3 separate regions of the Ovis aries genome follow, and all the other regions are linked to region 2. Evidence: chromatin contacts called from public Hi-C data. All regions are on one chromosome and are shown on one strand. Each heading gives the region's core, a stretch centred on a gene start, on an enhancer-like site or on the middle of the called end of the contact. The rest is flanking DNA. Distances are from core to core; before and after follow the strand shown. Region 1 overlaps ZFPM1 (zinc finger protein, FOG family member 1). Region 2 overlaps BANP (BTG3 associated nuclear protein). Region 3 overlaps ZNF469 (zinc finger protein 469).

Region 1 (3,976 bases), core at 1,415-3,914, 360 kb after region 2:
CCCTCCAGTTCCATGGCCCCAAGCAGGTAGCAAGCAGCGAGAGCTCCAGCGTGGATTTCAGCTTGTTGGAAGGAGCCAGCCTTTGGCTCCACTGTGTGGTTTAGGCTGTGGTGCTTACCGCAGTCCCGTAGGCAGGAAGCTCCCTGTCACTAGAGGGATGCAAGTGGCAGCCTGCCCTCGAGAGGGTAGCTGTTAGGGGGGCGTTGATGGGAGCTCCGTGACTGTTACATCTCAACTCTCAGTGCAGAGAAAAGGCATAGTGGTGACGGCACCAAGGCAGGCTGACTGGCACCCTCCGTCTGTCCTGAGCAGGACCCCACCTCTCCCTCCGCTCCTTCCTTGGGGAAGATCAGCCCCTTCCAAGGGACAGCTGTGTGTTCCAGACGCAACTGCTAGGCGCCCGTCTTTAGACTTGGCCCCTCATTTTCTCCAGCCCCGCCTAAGGGAGGCACTGCTGTTCCCAATGTCCAGATGAGAAAACTGAGGCCAAAGAGGGTAGGTAACGTGACCAGGACCAAAGAGCAGACACCCCTGAAGGTGGGGCTAGGGGACTGGAGACCCGGGATCCCCACTGCACCCCCCATCCCCAGACCCTCCCCTCCCGCCGGCAGCCTCCCCTCTGGAGGTTCTTGTACTCCTTGGGCCCAGGGCACAGGTCAGCCTGGGGAGACTTGGCGTGAGGCTGGAAACCCTCTCCAGGCCGGGAGATAGTGTCCAGGGAGCGCTCCTTTGAGGCTCGCAGAGGAGCCCAGGGAGGAAGGGCAGCCCACTCGGCCTGCGGCTTTATCTCCTGCAGAATTAAATCCTTGATTAACCCTTATCTTCCCAGCAGGCACTATCTCCACCTTGGCGCCAAGTGTCCAGACACGCGTACAAGATGATTGATTTCTTAAAGATACGCGTGCCTCTCGGATACTTCACTTATTGTCTAAATATTTTCGCTAGCGTTCCAGCGGGCCCCTTATCGAGCTCAGTTGATGGGCCCGGCTCTCTCCCCCGAGTACCTCCCACCCCAGACCATCCCATCGCCTGCCAGGCAGCTTGTCTTTGCTATTTGGAGGACGAAGTGGGAGAGGGGCAACTCTGGGGTGTGGCAGCACTTTCCCACAATCACCCTGGGCCTAGACCGCCTGCAGAGCAGAGGGGAGGCACGGTGGCCGTCCTCGCACACGCCAGGCCTTAGGGATGGGACTGAGGAAAGCACACAGTCCTCAGAGCCTGCTAGGAGTCAAGAGTTGGTTCGCTGTGGGACCTCAAGATACCCCAGGATGCAACTAGGGCCTTCACTGGAAACCCAGGGGCTGGAGGCCCAGCAGTGTAAAACTTGTACTCCGATGCAGAAGAAATGTTCAGGGTGGGTAGTGGGTGGATATGTAGACGGGTAAGAGGATGAAGAGTGGAGGATAAGCAGAGGGATGGATGGATAGGTGGACAGGCAGATGGTAGACAGATGACCTGGATGGTAGAATGGGCAGAGGTGGATGGAAGGGTGTTGGTGGATGGATGGGAGGGTGAGTGGATACTGGCTAGATAACTGGATGGATGCGTGTACAGGCACATAGATGTTAGGCAGAAGGTTAAGTGCTGGATGTATGGGCAGAAGATGGATGGATAATAGAGAAAGATAGTAGATGGACGAGGATGGATGGAAGGGTGAGTGGACACTGGATGGATACATGGATGGATGCGTGTACAGGTAGATGTCAGATGGAAGGTTGAGTGCCGGGTGAACGGGCAGGTGGACGGTGGATGGATGAGTGGGTAGTGGACGGATAAATGGAAGGTGGATGGACAAGTGAAGAATGGACAGGTGGGTGAATCTGTGGGCAGGCAGAAGATGGGTGGATGGGTGGGTGAGCGGATGGATAGGTAGGTATGTGAATATGTGAAAGGGTAAATGGATGGTGGATGGATGAATGAACAAGCAGGCCTGCACTAACCTGACCCATCCATCTATCTGTCCAGCTGCCCTCCCAGAGCTCATCCACTTTATCTGCAAGGCCACCATGACGTCCACGAGAGGCAGGAGGGACCCTCTGGAGGAGCAGCAGGTCTGGGCAGGCAGCCCCGGCCCATGAGGCTGACATGAGGTCAGCTGGCTCCACGCAGACGGAGCTGGGCCTTCGGGCACCACAGGCTCTGAGTGGCTCTCCCCACAGGAACTCCCCCAAAGGTTGTCATCAGTGGTCATGGCCGGGCAGAGCCAAACTTTCAGCAGGATGAGCACTGGCCAGAGGGTGGGGTGCTGCAGCGCACCAGACAAGGGCCCTCCTGGTGAGGCCCCTCTTCCTGCAGTTGCCATAGGGAATGATCCCTAAGGGAAGATGCCCAGCCTAGGCATGGCACACGGTGGGTCCCTTGTGCTTCTCTCGCCTGACACACCTGAGCCGCCCCCTGGGTGGGGATGCCTCTGGGACAGACTGACAAGACAGGGGTGCAGGCCTGATCAGAGCCCACCACAGCCTGCGCCCCTGACCTCCCGTGAGCCTGCCCATGGTGCCCTGGGAGGCCTTCCACGGGCCGTCTGGCTCTCTGAGCCAGGACCCTGCCACCCCTGGATGCTGCTTCACGGACGCAAGGCAGGTTTGGGAACAGCCTGAGATATGGCTGTCACAGCGGATGCGGTAGAGATAGGGTTTCTGATGGTTATCATTGGGCACAGAACCCAGACACTGACCTCTTTGTTGGGGGAACAAGGAGGGTTCTCAGATGCACCCAGAGAATTTAAAGGGGCCGCCCACTATGCTGGAGCAGGAAGGGACCAAGCAACCCCCACGGTTAAGGCAGGGTGGGGAACCTAGCCTGTCCAGAGCGAGCTAGACCCAAGCTCAGCAGTGAGCCTGGGATGCCCCAGGAGGGGAGGTAGCCGGTCTCTGATGGTTTTGGCAGAAGGGCTCACACCCTGCTGCCCACAGGACCTTCAACCACCAGAGAAAAGGGCTCTGTCCCCAGGCTGCCTGGAATTAGGGGCGGGGGGGCAGAGGGGGAGAAGAAAAGATAGAACAGAGCAGCTCGAACCATGTCTGCCCCTTCACAGCAGGGAGGGCAGAGACTGAAATCTGTCCTCACCGCCCAGGGCTGGGTGGAGGGCAGGCTGCAGCTCCCGGGACAGGGTGGGTGGAGGTGTGCTCCCTTCCCTGGAACTGTGGCGGGGTGCTGGTGCCTGCACCCCTAGGGTCCAAGCGCAGGGGGGGAGGCCAGGGCTGGTGGGCTCAGCCTTGCCCATGTAAGTGGGGGCCAGGCTCCCCCAGAGTATTAAGGGCCAAGGGAATGAGGGGGAAGGGTCCTAACCCTGGATCTCCTGGCCCCTCTCCCTCTTGGGAGTCAGGCATGGGGTCCCCACGTCCCCTGCCCCTCGCCCACCCTCATGGGCACCCAGCCAGTCCAGGGCAGCCACCAGGCAACGGGCTGCTCCTGGCGGGAGGCACAGAGCCCCCAGGAACATGGCGCTGCCTCCTGCCCTCCGCGTGGACGGACGTGGAGAATCGGGGGTTCTGCAGCGTCAGCAGGGCTGTGCTTTTATCATGCCGCGAACACGCTGCTCCTGGGAGTGATAAGCACTAAACCGACCGGGAGGCTGTCAGTCTCAGTTTGAGGGTTTAGAAATATTGGGACGAATAATTAGATTTCATATCGTTACCGCAGCACCCATCTGAGGATCAGGCAGATTAATTTTTTTCTCCCTCCTCCACTTATTAATATTCATTAGAGACTCAGAGAAGCCCCCGCCTCCGCGAGCTGCTGGCCCAAGTTGGGCCAGCCAGGATGCAGGAGCCGCCGGCCACTCGCTGCTGCGCCCACTCCACTTTGGCCCCAGCCTGTCCCCAGCTATGGGCGGCAAAAACCTCCCAGCGGGGAGATCCCCAGCTCTGCGGCTGGCCCTCAAAAGCCAGCTCCTTGGTGGAGCCCGTCGCCTCCAGTTGACGTCTGGCGGTTGACAGCCTGGTGGCCTCCTGGGCCCCGAGGCACAAGGGTG
Region 2 (4,230 bases), core at 1,720-4,219:
TGGGACTCCTGAAGGGTTCCTGCTAGTGTCTCAGGTCTGTTCAGTATCTTTACATTTTAGAGTTTTGAGACAAATCACCTGGTAAGTATAGATGTAAAGACATCAGGATTGGGACCATATTGTGTCAGCCCTGAACCTGGGCCAAGTGACTTATCAGTGGAGAAGTCGTGAAGCCCCCTGGGAAGGTGCTGGTGGGAGACCTCCATTTCAGACACACTTCGGGGGAGTGGCTTTCCCTGAAACTTAGTGTGTTACATTTGAGACTAGTTGGATGACCAACACTTGAGAAGATGTAGTATTCTGAGAGTGGTTTTGCTTTTGGAATGAGGTGGCTGGCTGACAAGACCTTATTTTAAAGTTGGGAAGAAGTCGTTATTAGCAATTGGTTTCTGTCGCAAAGGGTAGCTGGATAGAGCCTTGAGTAAGAAGCCTGCAGTCTCAGTGTTAGTATCAACTCATTGGCACATTAGGGAGATAATTTATCCAATATCTCAGTTTTTCTTGAGATTAAGGAGAGAGCCTATTTTCTGCCTGACTGATAATTTTAAGTTAAATCTGTAAATAGTAAAATATGAAACAGGTTGTGCTAATTCTCATTTAACCTTAGGTGACACCTTTATGTTTAAGGTGTTGGAATGGTTTACTGTCTTAACATGAAACAGCTCTGTTAAACCTTTAGTACTGAAGTGTTTTTTGTCTCTGATTTTCAGTTGTATTGGAGAATCATGTAGTGACAGATGAAGATGAACCAGCTTTGAAACGCCAGCGACTAGAGATCAATTGCCAGGACCCTTCTATAAAGGTGAGAGTATTAATATATGTGGCTTTTTATATCTGACATGGTGCTGCCGTAACATTTTCACAATTTGGGGTGAGGAGGAGCTTAAATCAATACCAATTTACTTTCTCACGGTTCTGGAAGTCAGAAGTCTGAAATCAGGATTTCCCCAGGGCTGAGTTCCCTTCAGAGGCTCCGAGGAAGGGTCCCTCCTGCCTCTTCCAGCTCCGGGGGGGCCCAGGCATCTGTGGGCTCGAGGCCATGTCCCTCCAGTCTCCACCTCCATCTTCAATGGCCTCCTCCAAGTCTCCGTTGCTTTTCTGCTTCTTACAAGGACAGGGCCACCCTCATCTAGGATGACCTCATCTTATCTTGATTACATCTGCCCAGATCCTGTTTCCAAGAAAGACTTCATTTACAGGTCCTCAGGCTGAGGATGTGGACATATCGTTTCTCTGAGTCACTGTTCAATCCCCCACAAGGCGCGAACAGCCATGAATGTTTCCCCTTGAAGACTCACAGGGAATAAACCAGGACTGTGGCCTCTTCCTACACAGACCCATGGACCTCGCATGCTCGGAGGGAATGCACACCATTCCCCCAGTGATGAAGCACTTGTGTGTCTGTTGTTTAGGGTACCTAAACTCTACGATTTGCTAGATGGGGCCTTGGAAACCACTGGCTCAGTCAGTGGGCGATCGCTGTTTCTTGGCTTAATTTGTTGGGTCTGCTGTTTGCAGAGCCACAGAGATGAACGCCAGCTCCTGTGAGAAGTTAGGATTGTAGTGCAGAGGAAAACCCAAGGAACTTTTAGCTGATTTATGCAATATTGTGTTTGTTTCTGCTGTACAGCAAAGCGTACACATACATGTATCCACTTTTTTTTAGATTCTTTTTCCGTACAGCTCATTATGGAGTATTGAGTAAAGTTCCCTGTGCTGTACAGCTGTATTCTCTGTTTACCTGGGCCTTCTGTGTAAAAACGTCTGGGTCATCTTGTTAACATGGAGAAGCAGCATGACCTTAACCTAGTGGGTGAAGACACATCCGCTTAAAATTCTATTTCAGATAAATGTATAGAGGACCACTGGTTCAGTAACCCTACATTATATAGTTAAAAATAAAATGCAGTGAGAATCTCATCGCAGAAGAGGCTTGTGTGGTGAATAGCATACCAGTCAGACGTGGACAAGGTCAAGTGAGAGCGGTCCTGCCGCGTCCCTGGCCGGTGAGCAGGGCCTCGGGCTGCAGCTGGAACCTGCCCTCACGTCCTTGGGAAAGTGTGCTCGCCAGGTTGCCAGAGCTCTGCTAAAAGGATAGATTTGGATGATTCTTGGTTAATCTCACTTGTATCTAGAAGACTTATTTAAAAGTGCTATTCTCGGCCTTTCTTTGCTTTATTGATTTGTGAAGTTGTGTTACTGGTATGTAATAACTGATGTTCATCCAAACTCCAGGCGGAATCATTTCTAATTCAGGATTAAGACGATGAAGTTTTACTGTTTAGAGAATTGGGGAGCCGCACGGTTGATGTCTTCAAATTGTAAAAAATAGGGGGGTCATTAGTGATTTGACCTTGGGACTTCGGCTACCGGTGAGTGGTTGTCACGATGCTTACATCAGAGGAGCCTTGGACACTGCCTCTCTGCTGAGCTGAGCTGAGCCATCACGGGCTGGCTCCCGCCTGGCAGCCTCGTCCCTGTGTCAGCTGCGAGGCCAGCAGGGGCACACCCCACGTCGCTCCGTGTCCCTGTTGACCCACGGCAGGAGTGGCTGCTGGGGGAGGCGGCAGCTTCCCACCTGGTGTTTGAGCCGGTCCTTGGTCCCAGGCGGGACTTGGGTGACAGCGCTGGAAGGTGCGGCGGCTCTTCGAACAGCCACTAGGTGGCAGCTGTGCCGCTCTACACGCGGGAGCTGCGGCACCACCCCTCACCTTGGGGCGGTGGGTGTCCCGGGAGCAGGCAGGTTTCTGGGCTCTTATGTTGGGTGTAATCTGTTTTCATAGATGCATTTGACTAGTTTTACGTGTAGGTTTACTGATTAATAAACTCACGTCATAAAGCTCACTTAGGTTCTGTGTTCTGTGGATCTCAGTGTAACTGAGAGTTGCAGCTGCTCCCAGCAGAGTCAGTCATGCTATGAGTGGACAGGGTCCAGCTTGTTTCCTGAGACGCTGCTGCTCACAAGTGGAGCTGGAGTGCCGGGCTCGTCCTGTGGGGACAGATGCAGCCGAGTGTGGGAGAGAGCTGCTCGGTGTTCTTGGAACTGTCTGCCTGGACTTCCAGAGGCCCTTCCTGAAGCTCTTCTGTTTTTCTCTTGCAGTCATTCCTGTATTCCATTAACCAGACAATCTGCTTGCGATTGGATAGCATTGAAGCCAAGCTGCAGGCTCTGGAGGCCACGTGTAAATCCCTGGAAGAGAAGCTGGACCTGGTTACCAACAAGCAGCACAGCCCCATCCAGGTGCCCATGGTGGCTGGCTCACCCCTCGGCGCCACTCAGACCTGCAACAAAGTGCGATGGTGAGAGCCCCCTCCCCAGGCTGTGCCCTCGGCATTCAGGGTGGGACGCTAGTCAGACCTGGACGAGACACGGCCTTTTCCGAGCAGCTGGGCCGTCCTCACAGCCTCTTCGTGGCATGAGCTGGGCATCTCTGCTTTGGAAGTGGCCCGCCAGGCTTTGAAGCTGGACGTGTGTTTCTTCTCTTTTCCTGTTCCATCTGGCTAGGCTTGAGAGATTGTCTTTCTTCAGAGATAGCTTTTTATAAATTTCACTTGAGAGTATCAGACTTTCCAGTCAAGCCTGTATCTTTTATTGTGCCTCTTGGTTTTCTTCTGTTTAGAGCCTAACTGTAGTGGGATGTGCAGTAGTTCAGGTACTGTTGGAATCAGAGACTTGGGAACGTGTGGGCCGATGTGGGGGTGTCCCTGCCTTTGATCGGGGTGCCTGTGCTTGGTCCCGGGCACCATCAAGCCGCGGAGACGAGTGGAAGCCCCGGCCGGAGTGGCTGCATCCGTCCATCCTGCTGGTGTTGCTGTCCTTTCCCACGAGGGGCTGCGGAGAGGTCTTGTGGTGGTGGTGGTGACACCTGTCTGTGCTTGATGAGAGCTGGGACCTTTACCAAGGGTCTCTGGGCCACCTGCTGCCTCCCGCTGAGTGCGGAAGAGGCGGCGGGGGGGGGAGCTGCTCAGGAGTAGGGGCCCCGGCCAGGGTTCTGCCTTGTCTGCGGGTCCCCCATCTGCCCCCTGGGGAAGGGGCAGTGCTTTTTGGGGCACGTGGGATTGGGGAAGGGCATTCATGGACGGGCCAGCGTCCAGTGGCTGCCTGTTGGTTTGCCTGGGATGGCTGTGGACAACACCTGCAGTGTGGGCCCTTGTAACTCTCAGAAGTGTCATGGTGTGTTGGGGACACAGAATGGCCCCGACACCTGCTCTCCAGCCAGGGTTGGGGAG
Region 3 (4,091 bases), core at 1,272-3,771, 310 kb after region 2:
ACAGCTGAGTCCCAGAGCCACCTCCTCAGCCAGCTGTTCGGTCAGAGACTAACCAGTTTCAAGATCCCTTTGAAAAAGGACTCTTCTGAGTAATTTATAGGAGCCAGCAAGTGCCTAGGAGTGGGATTGGGGACGAACTCGCAAATGGGGGACCCTGTTCTTTTTGGAGGAGCTCCAGTCGTCTGAGAGTTGCCTGGTGGCCACATCTTAATTCATCTGATGTACCGTGAAAATGCTCCGACTTTAGTGTTAGAGCTGCAACTCTGATGCCTTGAGCAGAGCCCGGGGTGGACAGCAATCCCTTTCTAGCTGGTAGGTGAGGGTGAGGGCTGGGCCAGCTGCAGCCTCTTTGAGGCCATGCAGCTATTTATCCAGTACCAAGAAGTTAAGGAGAGAGTGGCTCATCCCCTCAGCCCCATGTGCCCCACAGTTAAGGCCCAGTATGCCACAGAACCCCTCGCTTTGAAGGTTTCCACAGGGCCCCCCAACCCTTGTCATCTAACAAGAGTTAAGTTGAGGCAGCCACCAGTCAGATGGTGGCAGCCTCCATCAAAGTGTCGTTGCTGCTGTTGCTGGAATTCCAAAGCAACCCTAGAAATCAGATGGGGGCCAAAGAGCCATCTCTGAGCTGCCCAGTCCTACAGAGCACAACAGGCCTCTGACCACAGGGTTGTGCCGGCCACTGTCTGTGCTGCTGACAGAAAAGCTGGTCTCTAGTGCACCTTGACCCCTGGTCCTCTGTCTCCACCCCCACCACCTCCACCCCAGCCTCCGTAGTTGCCCTCTCTAGAGCCTGTCTCCTACACGGAGCTCTCTGCTGCAAGTATGAGCAATTTTACTCTGAAGTTTCTGGTGCTATTTTCATGTAATGTGAATATAGGCTTCCTTGATTTGTTTTACCTGGGGGATGGGGTCGGACCAAGAGGTGCTAGGGGTCATACAGGCTGCCCGAGGCACCAGCGGCCCAAGAAGCCCTGACTGGCTCCCAGCTGCCTGCGTGCAGCCCCAGCCCCATGGTTGGTCGGAGCAGCCAGATGGGACCCTCAAGGCCGGCTCACGCACTGACCCGACCCAGGGGCCGGCACACATGTCCTTTCTACAGAATCGTGTCTTCACAGGGGCAGGAGGTGGGGAGAGGCTACCTTCTGTCCTTAGGTGTCTCTGAGGTTTGTGGTTTGTTTTGTTCTGTTTCTTCATTTTAACCTTAGGTACAGTGTGTATGTCAAAAGTTCTAATTTTGATATTTTGAAAGAGACCAAATCAAGCCCAAACTGCCTTTTTTTGTAAAAGGTGTGTGTGCCACTCAGAGTGCCTCTTTAGTGCTGATGAATAAACCCGGGGTGGGGGGGGGGGGGCTCTGAGGTTGTACTGTAAAAACCGTAGCAATCCGTGCTGTCAAATATATGCCCACTGTTGTCACAGGGTGCCTCCGCCGTGGCCTCTGTCCTCCCGCCAGCCCCACCCTGCTGCTCCGCCAAGCTGCCACCCTCGTCCTGTCCTAGGGTCACGTGGCCCTGCAGAGCCTACTGGCAGTGCAGCGGTCCCACCAGGTCCCAGACCTGTTAACCCGGCGAAGATAGTGCCTCAGCGCTGCAGGCCCCTCTGGGTTAGGGAGCCAGAGGGCAACAGAGACAGCAGGGGGCACCAGACCCAGAGACCTTCCCCCACTACAGGCTCTGACCCCTAGGGACCCTGAGTCCTGAAGATGCCTCCAGAGACCCCTGTGTCAGGGACAAGTACTTGGAGGGCAGCAGATCCCTGTCCAGCCCCTGACAGCTGCCTGGGCTTGGTGGGGGCAGAGTGGGGGTGCATCTCTCAGAGCAGGCCCCCAACCACACCTGCTGGACAGTGGGAGGGGGAGCCACGCCATCCACAGGGAGACAGGTTCTGCACATGGTGCAGGGACCACCTTGCCACAGCCCCACCCACCCCACCACTCCCCTTGTCCCACCAGGCCCTGGCCCCACACTTCCATCCACCAGGGACACCCTGCCCAGGTCCTTGCCCTCAGCCTCAGCCCCTCTCATCGATGCCCCCTGCCCAGCAGGCTGCCTCCTCTGTCTGGTACTTACACACCTTCTGTGGGCTGCAGAACAAACTAGCAGCTGACAAGGGGTGCCAGCCGGGGGTTGGGGCTGCAGTGGGTGGAATCAGTGGGCTCGGAGCCACACTTGAGAAACACCATCCCAGGACTTGGTGGTGGACACCTTGTGGGGCCAGCCAGGTCTGCAGCACTGGGTGCCCCTGCCCGGCTCGCCATGCCTCGGCCAGCCTCAGGCTGGCCTCCTCGTCCCTGGAAGCACGATGGGGTGTCCAGGCCCTGCCACAGGCTGTGATTGGTGGGGGAGGGGTGAGGCTGGCGCTCTGCACGGTCAGGTGCCCATGGGTGCAGAGGCGCATGACATCGGGGACCCCTCAGCTCTAGTCTTCGGGGCGGGACATGAGTGAACCTGCCCTCCTGGGTCCTGAGCCCACGGCAGGGCTGCGAGCCCCAGTGTGTGGACAGTGGCAGCCTGGCCAGCAGGTGGCAGCATTCACCAGCTCGGCGAGGCCGGGGCAGCTCAGGTACACACGCACGTCACAGGTACGCGGGGCACCCTCGTCCTCACACACACGGGTGCACTGTTCCCAGGCCTCACGCAACCACAGACAGCCACGCATACAACCACCCACACACAACCACACACAAGCACCCACACACATAGAACCACAGACACCCATGCAGACAACCACACATAAACCACAGACAGCCACACACACAACCACACATACAACCAGACAGCCACACACACAACCACACAAACAACCACAGCCACACATACAACCACACACCCACAACCATACACAAGTACCCACACACACAGCCACAGACACACACACCACACATATAACCACAGACAGCCACACACACAACAACATACATACACACAACCACACACAAGCACCCACACACACAACCACACATCTGACTGATTCTGGGCACATCTGTGGGAACCGGCCTGAGCGAGGGGTCCAGGGTGGGCGTCCTGAAGGGCCCCATGTGGGCTGTGACAGCAGGCTGGACGGAGTGGGAGAGGATTTGGTGGGCACAGACCCTGTTCAGGGGCCACGGCTCCCTGAGGACCCGAGGAGGCAGAGCCTGGCCCCCACAGGCCCTTCTGCCTGGGCCCCAAGGGCCTGGCTCGCCCCCTCTAGGAAGCCAGAGTACCCCCCAGATCTGCCAGGTGAGGCAAGGAGCAGGGGAGTCTGAGGGTCGGCAGCAAGGTGAAGGCTGTACCTGACAGCTGCACTCCACCAGGTCCCGAAGCCTGACCCCAGTGACCCTTTGGCCCCACCAGTCCGGACACGGGGCCAGAGAGAAGATGGTGCCTGGGACCAGGTGAGGAGGGGCAGGGAGCACGCGGGAGTCTGCCCGGGCATGGGGCATAGGGCTGCAGGAGGGAAAGAGCCGGCAGTGGAGCAGGCGGCAGGCCCCATCCTCGGGCCCTGTCCCCAGACCCCATGAAGGGGGAGGCTTGCCTGGGCGGCCAGAGGCCACATCCACCGGGAATGGCTGGAGAACGTCCTTAGGATGGGCTTGCCTAGGGGCCAAGGCAAGGGGAAAAGGCAATGGCACCCCACTCCAGTACTCTTGCCTGGAAAATCCCATGAACTGAGGAGCCTGGTGGGCTGCAGTCCATGGGGTCGCGAAGAGTTGGACACGACTGAGCAACTTCACTTTGACTTTTCACTTTCATGCACTGGAGAAGGAAATGGCAACCCACTCCAGTGTTCTTGCCTAGAGAATCCCAGGGACGGGGGAGCCTGGTGGGCTGCCGTCTATGGGGTCACAAGAGTCGGACACGACTGAAGCGACTTAGCAGTAGCAGCAGGGGCCACAGATGCCTCAGAGAACCCAGCCTCCCAGGGAGAGGGTGTAGAAGGCCACACTCACACAGGCAGAAGAATCCATACGTCCGGGGTCCCACAGAGAGGGCCACCAGGGATGGGCCAGGTCCGCGTCACTGGGATCCCTCTAAGCACCGCCGTGGGGGCACAGGACCTGGAGGCTGTTGGTCCTGTGTGTCACCCGAAATGTGCCGTGGTGGGCT

Evidence for each region. A called contact is a pair of places that touch in the nucleus more often than the background predicts.
Region 1: a contact with region 2 is called in a Hi-C map of hypothalamus, with 3 times the contacts expected there. The contact joins two enhancer-like sites. A contact is called at or near these places in 2 of 16 Hi-C or Micro-C datasets (hypothalamus and tail adipose tissue).
Region 3: a contact with region 2 is called in a Hi-C map of hypothalamus, with 5 times the contacts expected there. The contact joins two enhancer-like sites. A contact is called at or near these places in 4 of 16 Hi-C or Micro-C datasets (hypothalamus, liver and tail adipose tissue).

Annotation. Positions count from the first base shown.
Region 1 is chr14:13,315,172-13,319,147 of ARS-UI_Ramb_v3.0, forward strand. All of the region lies in intron 4 of ZFPM1 (zinc finger protein, FOG family member 1), which reads left to right. Among named protein-coding and RNA genes, the nearest start is that of ZFPM1, 50 kb to the left of the region's middle. Within about 2 kb of position 2,665, at least 9 of the 54 cell types and tissues checked have an H3K27ac peak or open chromatin away from gene starts, as enhancers often do. A contact at or near this core is called in hypothalamus, where this site is marked.
Region 2 is chr14:12,951,377-12,955,606 of ARS-UI_Ramb_v3.0, forward strand. BANP (BTG3 associated nuclear protein) reads left to right here. Exons shown (of 13, transcript XM_060397901.1): 3 at 711-802; 4 at 3,101-3,300. Among named protein-coding and RNA genes, the nearest start is that of BANP, 23 kb to the left of the region's middle. Within about 2 kb of position 2,970, at least 8 of the 54 cell types and tissues checked have an H3K27ac peak or open chromatin away from gene starts, as enhancers often do. A contact at or near this core is called in hypothalamus, where this site is marked.
Region 3 is chr14:13,257,225-13,261,315 of ARS-UI_Ramb_v3.0, forward strand. It overlaps ZNF469 (zinc finger protein 469), which reads left to right. Exons shown (of 5, transcript XM_042231537.1): 5 at 1-1,421. The coding sequence ends at 93. Among named protein-coding and RNA genes, the nearest start is that of ZFPM1, 8.1 kb to the right of the region's middle. Within about 2 kb of position 2,522, at least 1 of the 54 cell types and tissues checked has an H3K27ac peak or open chromatin away from gene starts, as enhancers often do. A contact at or near this core is called in hypothalamus, where this site is marked.